Regions from separate parts of the Anas platyrhynchos genome. Here region 2 is linked to region 1. Evidence: chromatin contacts called from public Hi-C data. All regions are on one chromosome and are shown on one strand. Each heading gives the region's core, a stretch centred on a gene start, on an enhancer-like site or on the middle of the called end of the contact. The rest is flanking DNA. Distances are from core to core; before and after follow the strand shown.

What was found. Hi-C and Micro-C count contacts between places; a contact is called where the count stands out from the background.
Region 2: a Hi-C map of subcutaneous adipose tissue shows a contact between it and region 1, with 4 times the contacts expected there. The contact joins the enhancer-like site here to the promoter of MLANA in region 1. A contact is called at or near these places in 4 of 8 Hi-C or Micro-C datasets (F1 follicle, liver, skeletal muscle and 1 more).

What each region holds. Positions count from the first base shown.
Region 1 is chrZ:30,483,890-30,487,626 of IASCAAS_PekinDuck_T2T, reverse strand. It overlaps MLANA (melan-A), which reads right to left and starts at 1,633. Exons shown (of 5, transcript XM_038171022.2): 1 at 1,488-1,633; 2 at 527-646. The coding sequence starts at 600.
Region 2 is chrZ:30,601,975-30,605,711 of IASCAAS_PekinDuck_T2T, reverse strand. No RefSeq gene overlaps it. Among named protein-coding and RNA genes, the nearest start is that of UHRF2, 20 kb to the left of the region's middle. Within about 2 kb of position 1,646, at least 1 of the 8 cell types and tissues checked has an H3K27ac peak or open chromatin away from gene starts, as enhancers often do.

The DNA.
Region 1 (3,737 bases), core at 384-2,883:
AAATTATTAGCTTGAATTAATTCTGCTTAACTTGAGCTTCAACCAGAAATGACTTACTGAGAGACACATTTGTATGGCATTGATGTCTCTACTGGTTTTTGATGGTATTTTACCATTTCACTGGTGTTATTCTTTAGGGTGAGATGATGCCTTTTTGAGATTCTGAAGAGAGGTATGTAGACCTGGAGGCAAATCTTACTGTATATATCACATTGCACCAGCCTCAGAAATGTAATTCTAAGTGATCCTCAATAAGCCCAGCAATTTTATTGTAATAGCTGATTACTTGCGATCATATAATCAATCTCCATATTCTTGAGTTCTGCAGATCTTATTTTTCTTAACCATTGCATGCATTTTTAGGTAATGCAATGACAAACATTACAGACAGCTACAAAACAGACAAAATGCACTACACCTACATACATCAGAGATTTTTTTTTCTGATACTATTTTGTAAATTTCTTTTCAATGTAAGTTTTTTCTTTCAGCTTACATGCTAAAATAGGTTTTGGTTTATGCTTACTCTTCTAATGCAAGATAGCTGTGTCCTTTTCCTCTGAAAAAGTTGCCATCTGGATGGTGGTTTCTTCTGGGCATTTTGAGACTTTAGTCTTGTTCAAACCCACAGGACAGAACTATGGCCCTAAAGTGCAAGAAATAATTTGTTATCTTTAAGGCATAATATTATCAACTTTTTCATTGAGTATGATCATTTAGGAGAGATAGGACAATCTGTTATTTTCAGGATAGAGTCCATATAGATCCATATATATTTGAAACTGTCCCAATTTAAGGCAAAACTCAAAACGGTAACTATGAACAGTTCCACTGTCACCAAGTTACTTGCATCTGAGTGCACCAGACTATGATCTGACATGGTCTCTCTAGGCACCAACTGATAACAGTTCTGAATTAAAGTCTCTTAGGTATATAGGGAGAAGAAAAAAGGTATTTTGCCTGAACAGAAAGAAATATTTGGGAAAAAATATGCATATAGTATTATATGCATATTATATGCCTTTGGGGATGTGTTTCTTTATTTCTATTAATCTCTATAAATGTTCAAAGGCCAGATGTTCAGTCAACATAAATTGTCAAAGATCTGTTGATTTCAGATGGTTACTAACTTATACCTGCTGACAAGCTGCATTTAGGAATGCAGGGAAGTTATAATCTTAAGTTTCAGTTTTAAGAAAGTAATCTTCCAACTAAAAATAGTCTGAACAGTTACAAAGGAAAATCCACAAGTAATCATGTTTCTGTCATTTAAGCAGCACGACAACAGATCCTATTTGATTGTATCTACCACATCTTCCTACCTTACTGGGGTGAATATAAAAACTGGTGACCTTGCTGAAGAGAATTCTAGCCAAGGAAGCAAAATATTTTCAAAACTCACTAAGAGTCAGTTAAGCCTCTGCTGAAGCATAATTTTTAATCAAGATAGAAAAGTTTGAGTAGAATAAAAAAAATACAAATCTTACCTCCTTCAGACTTGTATTCTGTCTGTTGACTAAAAGCATGTACAGCTTTCTTTGACTTGATCTCTTTTTTTTTCCTTCTTTGATCTGTTCTCTTATGACTATCACGAGTTTAAATTCCTTTCAGTACAGCTTCTGAATGCATTAATTAGCGTGAAAGGGGCCAGTAGACAACTTTTCACTTTCTTCTCATAGTCTGTATCCTTCCCTCTTCACAAGCGGCTCAGAAGTCTGTTATTTCTTCATGTTATTACATGCCTTCTTAGAAATGGCTCAACACCATTACCTGCCTACACAGAATGACTTCCTGAAGTGGGCAACATACTCCTAGATTAAGACATGTTTTGATTTTTGGCTGTTTTTTTTTTTTTTTTTTTTTTTTTTTTTTTTTGCTGAGGGTTGATGTAAACAGAGTTTCTGCAAGTGTTTAACTAAAGCTTTTTTTATCCATGCTTTTTGTACCATTGTAACACCGAGCAGAAAGTTCTGTGGAGCAGAACTCAGAGATGGATGCTGTTATGCTATGATCAAAGTGTCTTAGATTAGAGCAAGTACAGTTAAATTCTGGACTGGCAAGCAAATGCTGCAACAAGAAGAAACTCTCTTCTATGGGCTGCACAATTAATAGGGCCTGGTTTTGTGGATTTTATGTGAATTATCATCATCTCTGTTTTTGTATGCACATACGTTACACTAATTTTGTTCATAACATCAGACAAGAAACAACAGTCTTTAATTAATCCAAAGTTTCTGTGTTCTATGGTGGTCCAGAAATGCTGGTATCTACCAAAAGATACAAGGACCATGAAGGTCCATGTTCTGTTCACCCTTTTCCCCAGTGAATAAATAACTTGACCTCTCTGTCATAAATTTTTGCTTAAGTTTGAAGGACTTTGGTTATCTTTGAACAGATGAACCTGGCTCTAAATTTGGTTGGCAAGTTCAAAAAACAGTAAGAATAGGGTGTGAAATTAACATCCGTTTCCTTAGGAAATCAGGTGAAAGCCTTAACATCAATATTTTCAGTGATCATGGAGCTGGGAAGTGCCAGATCATTTCTTCTGCTTGTGTGTTCCCATGCTTTTTCCCAATGAAGGTAAAAATCTTATCTTGTTTAGATGGGATATTTGTTTGGATTGTTCTCTTTGGAGGTGCCCAGTGCCAGGACAAGAGGCAGTGGTCACGAACTGGAGCACAGGAGATTCCAGCTAAGCACTTGGAAGCACGTCTGTGCTGTGCAAGTGACCGAGCACTGGCACAGGTTGCCCAAAGAGGTTGCGGAGTCTTCCCCTTGGAGACCTTCAAAAGCCACCTGGAGGTGGCCTGGGACAACCAGCTCTGGGCATCCCTGCTGGAGCAGGGGTTGGAGCAGGTGACCTTCAAAGGTCCCTTCCAACTTCAGCCATCCGGGTATTCTGTGATTAACACCACAAGACCCATTAAAGTCTGAAACAACCGTTTTTGTTGTTGTTGTTGTTTTCAGAAGGAGTAAAGGGAGGAAGAACGAAAAACAGTAAGGAGCATAAATTTGCTTATTTACCTAAAATGATTTGGTGTTTCTTTTACAGTATTCCAGATTAATTTAGTGAGAGTTTCAAGTGTGAATGAGATACAGAGAAACTTTCTGTAGATACCTATGTAAAACGGTAAATGTACACTATCAGTCTAACAAAGTCCCAAAGAAACATGCTGGCCCTTGGGTAATACTTTAAAAATGTCACAGAGTTCCTTATCAAGCCATGTGTTTTACTGAAGAAAAGCTTCACTTCTGGGAGGGAGTTCTGACTGAAGAGTATTCTTTGTTCCAGAATAAGCAAAGCTGACACAGAAAATCCATGTGATACCAAAAGCAGTGGTTTCTGCTCCTTCTTTACCTCAAGCAGTGCTGGGGGGGGGGGGAGAGTTTCAACTGATCGAATATTCTACATCTGAAAGAATTTCTTGTTAACAGTAAAATAAAAGGGGTGGGGGGATGGGATGGGGTGGGGTGGGGTGAGAGGACAACTTTGTCCTAAGTATGTGGTGCCAGCTGATATATAAACGCACAATGCTGCTATTGAGAAATTGGGTGGATGAGAAGGTGAAACACCATGTTCTAGTTCTGATTTTAGTTTCCTTACAAAACACAATTTCTCTGAGGTGATGTTGCTAATGCCTTGAGTATACAGTCACTGGAATTTATGCAAGGATTTCACAGGTGTTACCTTTTAATACCTAACATTTCAGGAGCAGAAGATGGAAGAGGAGGTATAA
Region 2 (3,737 bases), core at 397-2,896, 120 kb before region 1:
ATAATGAAGACATGATGTGTCTTTATTTCTAAATTGTCACTTCAAAGCTATTAAAGCCTTAAATGTCTTTTGAGTAATCAAGAGGAAAGCTGCATAAAGTGAGCTCATTTTTCCCTGTCACCTATTAAAAAATCTACTGTAACAGACTTAAATGTATCTTTGTTAAATTTTATAGCTAAAATTAAAGTGAAATAGGATTAAAGAAATAGAAATATGTCTAATAATATGAAACACATTAAATGTGCTTGCACATAATCAACTAGCTGTTTTATTATAAACCTTTTCTTTGTTATGTCTCAGCAAGGAAGATTGTGGCAGGGCCTTGAACATACCAGAGGGCTCTAATTCCCATGAGAAGCCTGTAACCATCTCTCTCTGAAGCTCCCCTCTGCAATCTTTTCCTCTCATTGAGTGCTTGGCTGCTTTCATTTAAGGTCAGCTCATTTTCTCAAGCAGAGCAGAAAACTCTTGCTGCTCATTGGAGGGTTATCAGCCATTTCTTCTTCCAAATATCTATATTATTAGTGCCTCAAAATTGCATCTTCGTTTTTTAATTAAAAGTAAATTTATATTCCAGCAAGTTCTTTTGTAGGTCTCACAATCAAGTCAACCTAAATGATTCGATCAAGATCTTTCTGAGTAAAGGACTCGTGATAAAGCTTTGCAGTAAGTTCTTAGCCTCTCTGAAACTGAAAGCTGCATTTGACAGGAGAGATCAGGTTTACTTCAATAGTGTTTGCCTGAATAGATTATAATTAGAACACTGATGAACACTAATGTGATCCGTTGCCTTCTGAAAAGCATTTGTGAATCTTGTGTTAAACTATCCAGTTCTCTGGTGTCTGAATTTTTTATATCTTAACTTCTGCGTTACAGCAAAGGTAGACATTTTACTGGCTTTAAGCTTTTTCTGACAACTATAATCTGTGAAACCTTGTAGTACAATGTTGGCAAGTCCATGTCCATGGTTAAAAGTTATTAAAGTTTAATAAGTTAATTAACTTAATAAAATCTTTATTTAGATTTCTGTCGCGCACATACACATAAGCACTCTATATCATCTCATCCATTAATAATAAGTTACAAAAAGCACTCAGGTTAGAGTAATTTCAAGCTTCCTATCCACAAGTTGTTACATTTCATTTAGGGAAAAACACACAAAAAAAAATTCATTTCAGTTTTGAAAAAATCAGTAAATACTAAAAGGTCAAACTCGATCCTGATTAATACATTTGCAAGGCACTTAGCTTTGTTTTGCAGTTCATATCTAAAGTGTTCACACTCTGGCAGGTATGGAAAATATGTTGGTATCTTACTTTATTCTCATATTTTTTAGTGATGATAATGTGCATGGATGTCAGACATACCACAAAGCTGCCATTACCACAACACTGAAGGGATGTGTATAGGGCTGGGAAACACGATTTAGAGTTCTGGCTATGCCATTTGTAATTACTTGGTTTTGGCAAATCCTTGCTCTGTCTAAATTTCTCTGCTCAAAACGTACACAATCAAAGTTGCATTCACCTTTACTGCATGTAAATATTTTACGTAATTCTGACATTATAAAGCACTTTGGGAAGGCAAAGTGCTATTGCAGGCTATAGCAATGCAAGCTGCATCAATCTTTACAATACCACACCTTCAAACATTTTGCTTATTGATGGTTCTGTGATATGGAATGAGTAGAAAAAGCACAGTGGTTTTCCACCTGGTCTGCATGTTTGAAGTATGATGTGTATCTGTAGTGGGTTAACCTTTGCTGACCAGCAGGTGCCCACCCAGCTGCTCTCTTACTCCTCCTCCTCAACAGGATAGGGGGAGAAAATAAGAAGAAAATATCATAGATCAATGTAGAGACATTTAGGTTGGAAAGACCTCTAAGATCATCAAGGCCAATCACTGACCTAGCACTGCCAAGTCTACCACTACGTGTCCCTAAGCACCGTATCTACATGTCTTTGGAATACCTCCAGGGATGGTGACTCAACTACTTCCCTGGGCAGCCTGTTCCAATGCTTCACAACCCTTTCAGTGAAGACATTTTTCCTAATATCCAACCTAAACCTCTCTTGGTGTAACTTTAGGCCATCTCATATACAGAAATAGAGAAGACTCACATAAGGACAGGCTGATGATTTACCAGCTACTGTCATAGCCAAAACAGACTTGATTTGGGGAGCATAAATAACTTATTTCCAATTAGTAACAAAGTAGAACAGTGAGAAATAAATACAAAACTAAAACCACCTTTCCCCCAACCCTACCTTCTTCAAAGGCCCAACTCTACTCCTGATTTTTTCACCTCCACCTCCCAGTGCAGGGGATGGGCAATGGGCATTGCAGTCAGTCCGTAATGCTTTGTGCTGTTCCTTCATCGTCATGCTCATTCCCCTCCTGCAGCATACAGTCCTTCACAAACTGCTCCACTGTTTTTTGTAAACTCTGGATTCAACAAACATTGAGCAATCATCCCTGTTTGCTATCAGACTTGTTTAAATGATAGCTAATTGATAAGAATAAATACTGTCCAGATGTTGAAATGCTTCTTGACTTTTTGTCAAATGTTCTTTACAGGCATAGCTGGTTGCTACCATGTCAATAATGTGGTTTTGGAAAATAATTCACTGCAAAAACACCTCAGTATGACATGATTAAATATTGAATATACCAATATTGGAATCAGTATTATCTAAGATCTTTGATGGTGACAAGGATGGTGACCGTGGGATTGAGTGCATGCACAGCAAATTTGCAGATGACACCAAGCTGTGTGGTGTGGTTGACACACTGGAGGGAAGGGATGGCATCCAGAGAGATCTGAACAGGCCTGAGAGGTGGGCCTGTGCATATCTCGTGAGGTTCAGAAAGGCCAAGTACAAAGGCCCTGCACCTGGGCTGGGGCAATGCCAAACATGAATACAGGCTGATGAATGGATAGAGAGCAGTCTTGAAGAGAAGGGCTTGATGATACTGGTTGATGAGACGCTCAAAGTGAGGTGGCAGTAACCATGTTATGGGCTGCATCAAAAGCAGCCTGGCCTGCAGGGACAGGGAGGTAATTCTCCCCCTCTACTCTGCTTCTTGTGAGACTCCTGCATTCAGCTCTGGGGCCCCCAGCACAAGAAGGACATAGAAATACTAGAACAAGTTGGAGGAGGTTTCACAAAGATGATAAAGGGATTGGAGAATCTCTGCTATGAAGACAGACTGAGGGAGTTTGAGTTGTTCAGCCTGGAGAAGAGAAGACTCCAGGGAGACCTTAGAGTGGCCTTTTAATACCTAAAAGAGGCCTAAATGAAAGATGAGGAATGTAGTGACAGGACAATGCATACTCATTTTGAAGGGAAAGAGGGTAGATTCAGTTCAGTTATAAGAAATTCTTCACTCAGAAGGTGGTGAGGCACTGGAGCAGGCTGCCCAGAGAAGCTGTGGATGCACTGTCCCTGGAGGTGTTCAAGGCCAGGCTGGATGGGGCTTTGGGCAACCTGGTCTGGTGGGAGGTGTCCCTGCCCATGGCAGGGGGTTTTGGAATTAGATGATCCCTTAAAAAAAACAAAAAACTTCTGTGATTCTATGATTAATCTCTCTACTCATAAGTTTCCAAACTCACAAGAGAGTTTTGAGGCTTGATAGTGATGCTTAGTCATCAGCAAACATTGCCTAGCTATAGCTAAAAAAAAAACAACAAAAAAAAACAACGTATTTTGATAAGCCACTTAGAGAGTTAACATGAT